Regions from separate parts of the Bos taurus genome. Here region 2 is linked to region 1. The links are chromatin contacts, called in public Hi-C maps. All regions are on one chromosome and are shown on one strand. The core of a region is the stretch at or near the end of the contact, and the rest is flanking DNA. Distances in the headings are between cores, read along the strand shown.

Evidence for each region. Hi-C and Micro-C count contacts between places; a contact is called where the count stands out from the background.
Region 2: a Hi-C map of liver shows a contact between it and region 1, with 3 times the contacts expected there. The contact joins two enhancer-like sites. A contact is called at or near these places in 3 of 11 Hi-C or Micro-C datasets (liver, skeletal muscle and skin fibroblasts).

Annotation. Positions count from the first base shown.
Region 1 is chr13:22,707,168-22,711,207 of ARS-UCD2.0, reverse strand. No RefSeq gene overlaps it. Among named protein-coding and RNA genes, the nearest start is that of SKIDA1, 30 kb to the left of the region's middle. Within about 2 kb of position 1,642, at least 63 of the 102 cell types and tissues checked have an H3K27ac peak or open chromatin away from gene starts, as enhancers often do. A contact at or near this core is called in liver, where this site is marked.
Region 2 is chr13:22,943,497-22,947,317 of ARS-UCD2.0, reverse strand. MLLT10 (MLLT10 histone lysine methyltransferase DOT1L cofactor) reads right to left here. Exons shown (of 23, transcript XM_025000955.2): 18 at 2,922-3,110; 19 at 2,414-2,502; 20 at 1,914-2,275; 21 at 816-912. Among named protein-coding and RNA genes, the nearest start is that of MLLT10, 200 kb to the right of the region's middle. Within about 2 kb of position 2,202, at least 2 of the 102 cell types and tissues checked have an H3K27ac peak or open chromatin away from gene starts, as enhancers often do. A contact at or near this core is called in liver, where this site is marked.

The DNA of each region.
Region 1 (4,040 bases), core at 393-2,892:
CTCTCAAGCCCAAACTAACTGGCTTTCCCGAGCCTGGGACGTAACTCTCCGTCTCCTGGAGAGGAACGCGGAATTTGGCAAGGCGCCCGCCTGGCCGCCTGGCATTCCGAGCTGGCCGCCAGCTCTCGGGGGTGGGGACGGGGTGTGTCCGGGGGAACCCGCTGCGGAGAGAACTGCTGGCGCGGCTCTCCATGAGCCAGTAAGGTCCAGGGTCACGCCGAGAGGCCTGAGGAGACTCCGGGAAGCCTCCAGCCGGTGGCTCCGGGCCTCCTAATCTCCGGGCGGAGCGGGGAGCGGGGTACCTACTTGGTATCCGGGCTCGTGGAGAGCCCGTTCTACGGTTGCAAGAGCGCGGGGCGCCTGCCAGGCGAAGGCGCATCTCCAGCGCCCACGACGTGAAGGGCTCGGCCGCTGGGTTGCGGCTGCTGGGCCGGGGCGCGGGCGGGCCTGCACCGGCAGTCCTGCCTCTTCGGCTCAGAGTCGGGACTCCGGGAGGCCCTGCACTATTCAGTCGCCCTGCCACGTCCCCTCACCTCTCCGCTCACTTTCCCACCCCGGCTTCTGCCCTCCCCCCGCAGCCCTGTCCCCTCGCTCCACTGCGCGACGCCTTCGCCCGAGTAAGAAATCAGCTGCGTGCAGCTGTAACTGTACTGAAGGAGATACAATCGCGGGAGCCCTCCGGGTCGCGCCCGGCGGACAGGCGATGCGGGTGGCGCCCCAGAGAGTAGATGGGGGAAAGCAGGAGGCGTTTGTTTGCAGTTCGCCTCCCCGGGGCGCGAACTACAGTGTCTCTGTCTCTCCACTTGGGGGGCTCGGGTCCTGACCGTGAGACCGCGCCACGCGGGCCCTCTCCAGACTGCGCGGGCGGGCCGGGTTGCGCGCGCGTAGCTGCATAAGCCGCGTGGTGGGGGTGCGGGCCGGGCGGCCTCCGGGCTGGAGCCGCCCCTCCGCCCTGCGGCAGCGCCGGGAAACCCCTGCCTCTGCGGCGGGTGCCGGGGGAATGCGAACTAAAAGGGTCCCCGGGGATTCTCCGCGCAGCGGAGGCGACGTGGTTTCTCCTCCCCCTCCCTTCTGCCTCTCCCACCCTCTTCTCGGAGACCTCGGAGTGGCGGAGAAGTGGGAAGGGAGGCCGGTAAACCGACGGTGAAGGCCTGGAAGCGGGAACTTGGGGACTCCAGGCGGGCCAGGAGGCTCTGGGACGCGGAAAGGGGGCGTGGGGCCAGGAGGACTCGGCTGGGGCAGGCTGGGCGGAGGCGAGGCGAGGCGAGAGTCCCTTCCTCTTCGAGTAGCGCAGTGGGAACCTCTTCCCCCGGGAACCCCCCACCCAGCAGCTCCCAACCTCGAGAACAAAGGGTCTGGGAAGCACGGTCGGGGTCGGGGAGCGGAGGTGGAGTGAGGCAGGAAGGCAGGCAGTGGGGGCAGGGAAGGACGCCTCGCCACATTTCCTCTCGCGGCCGAAAGACGGAAAGCTCCCTCCAGCAAACGCCTCGCTGAGGCCGCTTCCAAATCCGGGAGGGCTCGGGTTCCTTACCTAACGGCTGCACTCGCTCCCTTCCTCCCCCAGCGTCCCCACCCACTCCAGGGACCGCGGCCCGGGAGCTGCCAGGCAGGCGGCTCGCCGCGGCGAGGGCGGAACCACGGGGCAGCAGCGCCTCCTGCAGGTGCCGGGCGCCTCCGCAGCCGCCGCGCAGCGCCGACCCTTAAGGTGGAACGGGCCTCGTTCCCCACCCGCGCTTTCGGCTATTCCGCAATCTTGCTTCCACCCGCGGCGTCTCCCTCAAGAAGCGGGCCTGGCGGTCCAGAAGGGTCGGAGTCTGATGGTTCCTGCTGCTATTTCCTTGATCCCTTGACCCCACTATCTGCAGATCCTCGTCTGCGGATGCCCCGGTATCGATTTCGACAATCACAATTGATAATTCCCTGCTGGTGTAAAAGGATGCGTAAGTCACGCGTCTGGGCTGAAAGACCAAAACGGCGTTTCTTTTACTTAAAAGCAAACTTTTATTTTCGTTTATTAAAAGCAGAAGGCCTGCAGGGAAGGGTCGCCGAGGGTTGTTGGCCTGTCCCTGGGTCTTTTGGATGCATGGGTTCTGGATGAGCCTGGCGGTCTGGGAATCGCATTCAGCGCCCACAGCCCGCAAACTCTTGGTCAGGTGCAGGTGCAAGACGCCGGGGAGGAGCGGTGGGCCCATAGAGAACCCCCTCCTTTTGCATCTCCGGCGCCCCGGCTTCAGCTTACTCTAGCCGGGAGGGCTAGTTAATTTGGTGAAAGCAAGGAACGTGGAGAAGATGGAAGAGCAGTTTTTCTTTCTTTTTGTTTTAGCTAGATGTGCGTGTGGGTATGAACTCATCGATTATTGGACAAGTGACCTCATCGAACTCGAGATTACTGGGGAAAACCTACGAGGCCGGCACGTAGCCCGGGAAAACCCCGACCAGGGCACTAACAAGCCAGCTCTGGTTCCGGTGCCATCTGCAGTAAATTTCTTTCCTTTGCTCTTCGCTCCTCGGCATCTTGGAGAGGGGTCCCTCAGGAGTTGTCCCAGGATTTCCGCACACCCAGGGTAGTCTCAGAAGAAAGCTCAGGTCCCGGCGCCGGGAGGGCGCGGGGGAGGGGAGGCGGTGCGGGCAGGGGCGGGCAGGAGCTTGGAGTCTACCTGAAAGGTGGGAACCTGCCTCCCCCGACCCCCCAGCCTCGGCTCCGCCCTCCCCCCCCCCCCGGGCCCCGCCCCAGCGAAGCCGAGGCCGCGGGTCTGGCCCCGGCGGGAGGAGCTCGCTCCGGCAGGTGCCGCAGGGTCACGCCTGCCCCGGGGGTTGCAAACCGCAAGCGAAAGTCGAGAAGGGTTGGAGCTTTGCCTCTAAACCGTTTTACACTGTGAAAACCGCAAAGCTGTTGCCTAGCCGGCCACTTTTTAATTGGGAGGCAAACAGACGAAAAACCAAAACAAACGCGCGAGCTGACTTTCCTTGTGTTTTTCCTTCTCAATGAAGAGCCCGTTCTCTGGTGAAGAGGGAAACGGATCCGCGCCCACGTTTGCTCCCTTTGGGTCCTGGACTGGCGGCGCCCCCAGCGCGAGGGGCGGCCGGGACTGGTGCCTCTCCCCACCCTTTTCCCCCACCTCGTGGTTCTCCACGCGAATCCAGTCTCTCCACGAGTCACCCTGGGGCCAAACGCGCCGGGCAAGTTCCATCCGGCGCTTTCTCACTGGGGCCGAAGGGCAGATAGATGGGGGCGCTTGGGCAATGAATTATCCCCGGACCCAGGTTCCCCGGTCGCCAGGCGCGGGAGGAGGAGGAGTGGTTTGGGCCTCCAGTCCGCGGTCTCGAAGATCCCAAGCTGACTACAAGAAGCACTTGTAGTCTCGTAGCTTTCCCTGGGGGAAAGCAGACTAGTAGACACACCGCGCCGCGCCTGAGCAAGTTCTCAACTTGCCGAGAGCCCTGCTGGGGTTGCTCCGCCCTGGCGGGAGGCCCAGAGAAGGAGTAGGGGTGCAGGAGACCTCCCGGGTCAAGTGGGCCGAGTTTCGGAATAGCCAGTGTCGCCTTATCTCTTTGATATGTTAAGAAGGGTCCTTCGTGGAAAATCACTTTTAGTCAACTTTGTTGTCGTGGAGTTATAAGGAGGGAAGGAAAGCAAAAGAAAGGAGACAGACCTTATAAAAAAAAAAAACTTGGGGAAATGGAGTGGTCAGATGGTGGAGAGGGAGGAAGGCAAGGAAGGGTAGCGAAGGCTTTCCTTCTTCGTTCTTTAAAAGTCCAGCACTTTTTTTTTTCTAAATCAAAATAGAGAGCCAATCTTGCTTGGAGCATGGTTAGGTAACTGAGAGATACTGTTCATTAGTTCACTTTTAAAAAATTTGCTGGGTTGAACAAAATTTTTAGAAGGATTTTTCTCACCCACCCCCTGCTTGAGCTCAACTCATTTTGATTTCAAGCAGATTTGAGATAAACATTTCAGAAGGGAAAATGTGTGCATGTATCTGTACATATATACACATGCAACGGAGTTTACATTCCCTCTAGTCTATTTCTAAGACCAG
Region 2 (3,821 bases), core at 953-3,452, 240 kb before region 1:
TAATGTTTTAAAATGTAAATTATTGTCATGTCACTATTGTGTTCAAAACCCTACACTTAATTCTTTAAAATCCTGAAAGGAAAAATGAGGATATATGAAAAAAGACTTTTAAATGGGGATAATTATAAAAGCTAGGCAATTGGTATACCATACTTTCTACCACTGGTACACCTGAATGTTTATTTCCACAAAAAAAAGGTTTTTTGTTTTTTTAAATCACCAATGGCTTTCCATCACACTTAGGATAAATCTAAACCCCATACCATGGACAGCCAAACAAAGCAGCCCATGACCTTGCAGCCCACACCTGCCTGCTCTCCTCCACACTAGCCCAGTCATGCAGCACAGGTGCCCTAGTCCCTCGACCCTGAATGCACATTCTCTTCTACCTCTGTGTCAGAAAGTCATGCTCCTTCACCTTTTATTCAGATCTTTGCTCAAAAGTCATCTGCTCAGTGGCTGGACCATCCTATCTACCACGGCTCTCCCCCGACTGTCCTCTATTCCCTTATCCTGCTTCATTTTTCATTCCAGTACTCATCACTACCAAAAAATATGTATCTAATGTCCATCTCCCCTATCAGAATAAAGCTACATGAAAAGACAAGTCTTGTTCACCAGAGTCTACCAGAGCAGCACAATAATGTTCTAATACCTGTCGATGAATCCATACAATTAACATCACTGCAGGTATCATAGACTAGACCATGTCACTTCACAAAGTGGGTAATCTATACCTACACACTGAATACTTATTATAACTTTGATCACTTGCTCCTAATAAAGATCAAATATTATCAAAAGGAAGAACTTACTGGTGTGAGCTGTTGCGAATTTAACAACTGCTGGAATTGCTGTTGATGAAGAAATATTTGTCTTTGCTGGTCAGAAAGTAATCCTAGTCCTGAGGCACTGAAAAATGATGAAAATTCTTACTTTCTACTGTAAACCTCTTTTTTTTAAATGTAAAATGAAAGAACTTCTCAATTTGATGTTTAATAAGTTAACAAGTCAAGTTTTTAACCATAACACTTTTTGAAAAACAACGATGTAAAAATTTCTTCTCTCTCTCTGCACATATACAGGTAACCAAGAATTCACATTGTCAATAAATGTTTTGGTTCCCTTTTTATTGTAAACCAAGCAGGTACTAAATTGTTCAATGGAATAAAAATTTATATGCACATGTAATACTTTATTTTCAATCATTCAGGGATAATTTAACCCACATAGTAAAACAAAGAAAGAATCCAAACATACTACTAACTGATTTTACTTAAACTTTTTTTATGGTCCCAACTGTCAGTAAAATTAAGCACCAACGAAAAGACAGCCAGAAGAAACAGTTTACTACTATCCACTACAAATCCATTTAAAATGATTTATTCCTCAAAAGTATGTGCAATAACAACATGGCTTTGCCATTCAAATGAAATTCCAGCACAATGAAACAGCAAGTCTCACTCCCTGGAAATTCAAGATAAATATTTGACCTTCATCTTATATCAAAATCTTTGATTACAAAGCTAACAAAATTACATAGCTGAATTTTAAGAAACCAACATTCATATGTGATCTTCATTACAATATTACTTTGCTCCAGAATTTTCAATACATGAGGTTAAGAAAAATAGCATTTAAAACAGACATTACAGATCAAGACTGAAATTTTCAGTACAGAATATATTTAATGCTTATGCTTTGCTTCTCAAAGTGATTTAACTTTGTATTTAATCTGAATTACTAAAGTGTCAAAAATAAATGGCTCCTGGTATAATATATTTAGCTTGTGGATTTTACTTTCTTAGAGCACATCTACAAGGGACACATTAAAACATCCCTAACTAAAGCATGGATAGCTTGGTACCATGTTGCTCTAAAAACTGCCAAAGATACTTAAGTAAGTTTCTTACCTGTTAGTCAGTGTAGCTGGCATTGGATGTGTTGCATTAGGTGGTACAGTTGTGTGGGTGAGGGGGGTAGGGTTCTGGGATATTGTGACAGGGGTCTGAATAACCCCATTTAAAGCTCCTACAATGCCATTAATTGCCAGTTGGTTACCTGGCAAAGCTCCAATTATTCCACCCACTCCAGGCACGGCAGGAATGGTGGATGTTACAGTCGGCATTCCACTAGCCAGTGCCCCCACTGTCACACCATTGACCTGCTGAACTCCGCTAACGCCTGAGCCCTGCTGAGCTGGACTCTGCCCGGCAGGAGGTGGAGTAGAAAGAGCCGATGAGCTGCTGGTGCTTTGTCCGCTGGAGGTTAAGTCCTAACATAAGGAAGAATAGGAACCAAGTTGTAAACAACACAGCAAAAAAACAGTTTAAAATTATTTTAAACCATTTAACGTAATATACCGTTGTTTGTAAGTAAAACACACAAATGAAATTAACCATACCGAAATTACCTGATTTAATACAGGAAGAGAATTATCAGGTAAAAAGCTGTTTCCTAGATGAGGGCTCTTACTGCTGTTCAAGGAATCAGTAGTAGGAGCTAGAAAAGAAAAAAGACAAAAAGAAGCTTATTTACCTGTTGAATTACATTACATGTAAGATTAAAGGTTTGTCTAAAAGCTTAGTCTGAAGCCCACATTAGAAACACTTAAATTTTAAGCCTTGCTATTCTTAAGACCAATCTGAATGAAAAAAATCTGTATCTCTATTGAATACCATGGCTTTAAATCAATAGATATCATCATATACTTAAATTTTATCATTAAATTCTGTACTAAAGATGTTAGAGCAAATTCAAGTTGAACATTGAACAGGATTCTTTATGCTCCTCTAAAATAACCTGTTATTCCTTTTCTACATCTTCATATAACTGGTGACCACTTATTATTCACTTATTATGAAAAAAGTAATGAAAAGTTCATCCTACTTTCCTTAGATCCACAATAAATTTACACTTACCATTCTGTGCTGGAAATGCATGCATTTGATGAGATGGGCTGGGGTTTGCTGTTATTGTTGGAAAAGGCACTGAGAGCTGTGCATTCAATAATTGAAGGCGTTCCTTTTTGGCAGTCAAGTTTTTAATCTGTTCCTCTAATCTTCGATTTTCTACTTGAAGTTGATGTAATGACTTCAGCATCCCTAAAACTAGCAGAGATTTGAATAAAGACAATTTCACACACAGGACCAGGTACTTTATGGACTTGTGTCAGTAACTTTAGAAATAAAACAGAAAAGTAGAAATTCTGTAAAGCATTTCTAAGTGACAAGGTTCTATTTCTAAATTTATGCAGATACAAATATATAATAATATATTTCTACCTATGTAAGCATAAAGGGATATTGTTCCAAGATGTACTGCGTAGAAACTTTGTTGCCACTAACAAAAAACCCAAACCTAGTTCAGGTAACTTCCATTCTCAAATAAAAATCACAGGAACATTTGATTTTCATCAAAATAAAAGCCTAATTAAAAATTCAAAGTGCCCGCCATGATTTTTCATTAAAATCATTTTTTAAAGGTCAAAGAATCACACACAACAATGTCCTTCGACACAAATAAAGAGCACAAGCATTTTTTGTTGTTTGGTTAAACTAAGCAATTCACCGGAGGACACTGGATGAGGAAGCCCAGCGGCTCAGCCTGCGGATCCACACACGCCCAGCAGGGAGCAGTGTACGCGCACCAAAGCCCTACTCCTGGCTCCCAGGAAAGGCATGTCCTCTGCACACAGGCTGTCCTGTTTCACCACCTCAAATACTTTTTCCATCCCTGCCACAGCTCGGACCTCTCAACGGACAGCAGAGATGCCATGATGATGGACACTTTAAAGTTCTATGTATTAAAAAGTTGTATTT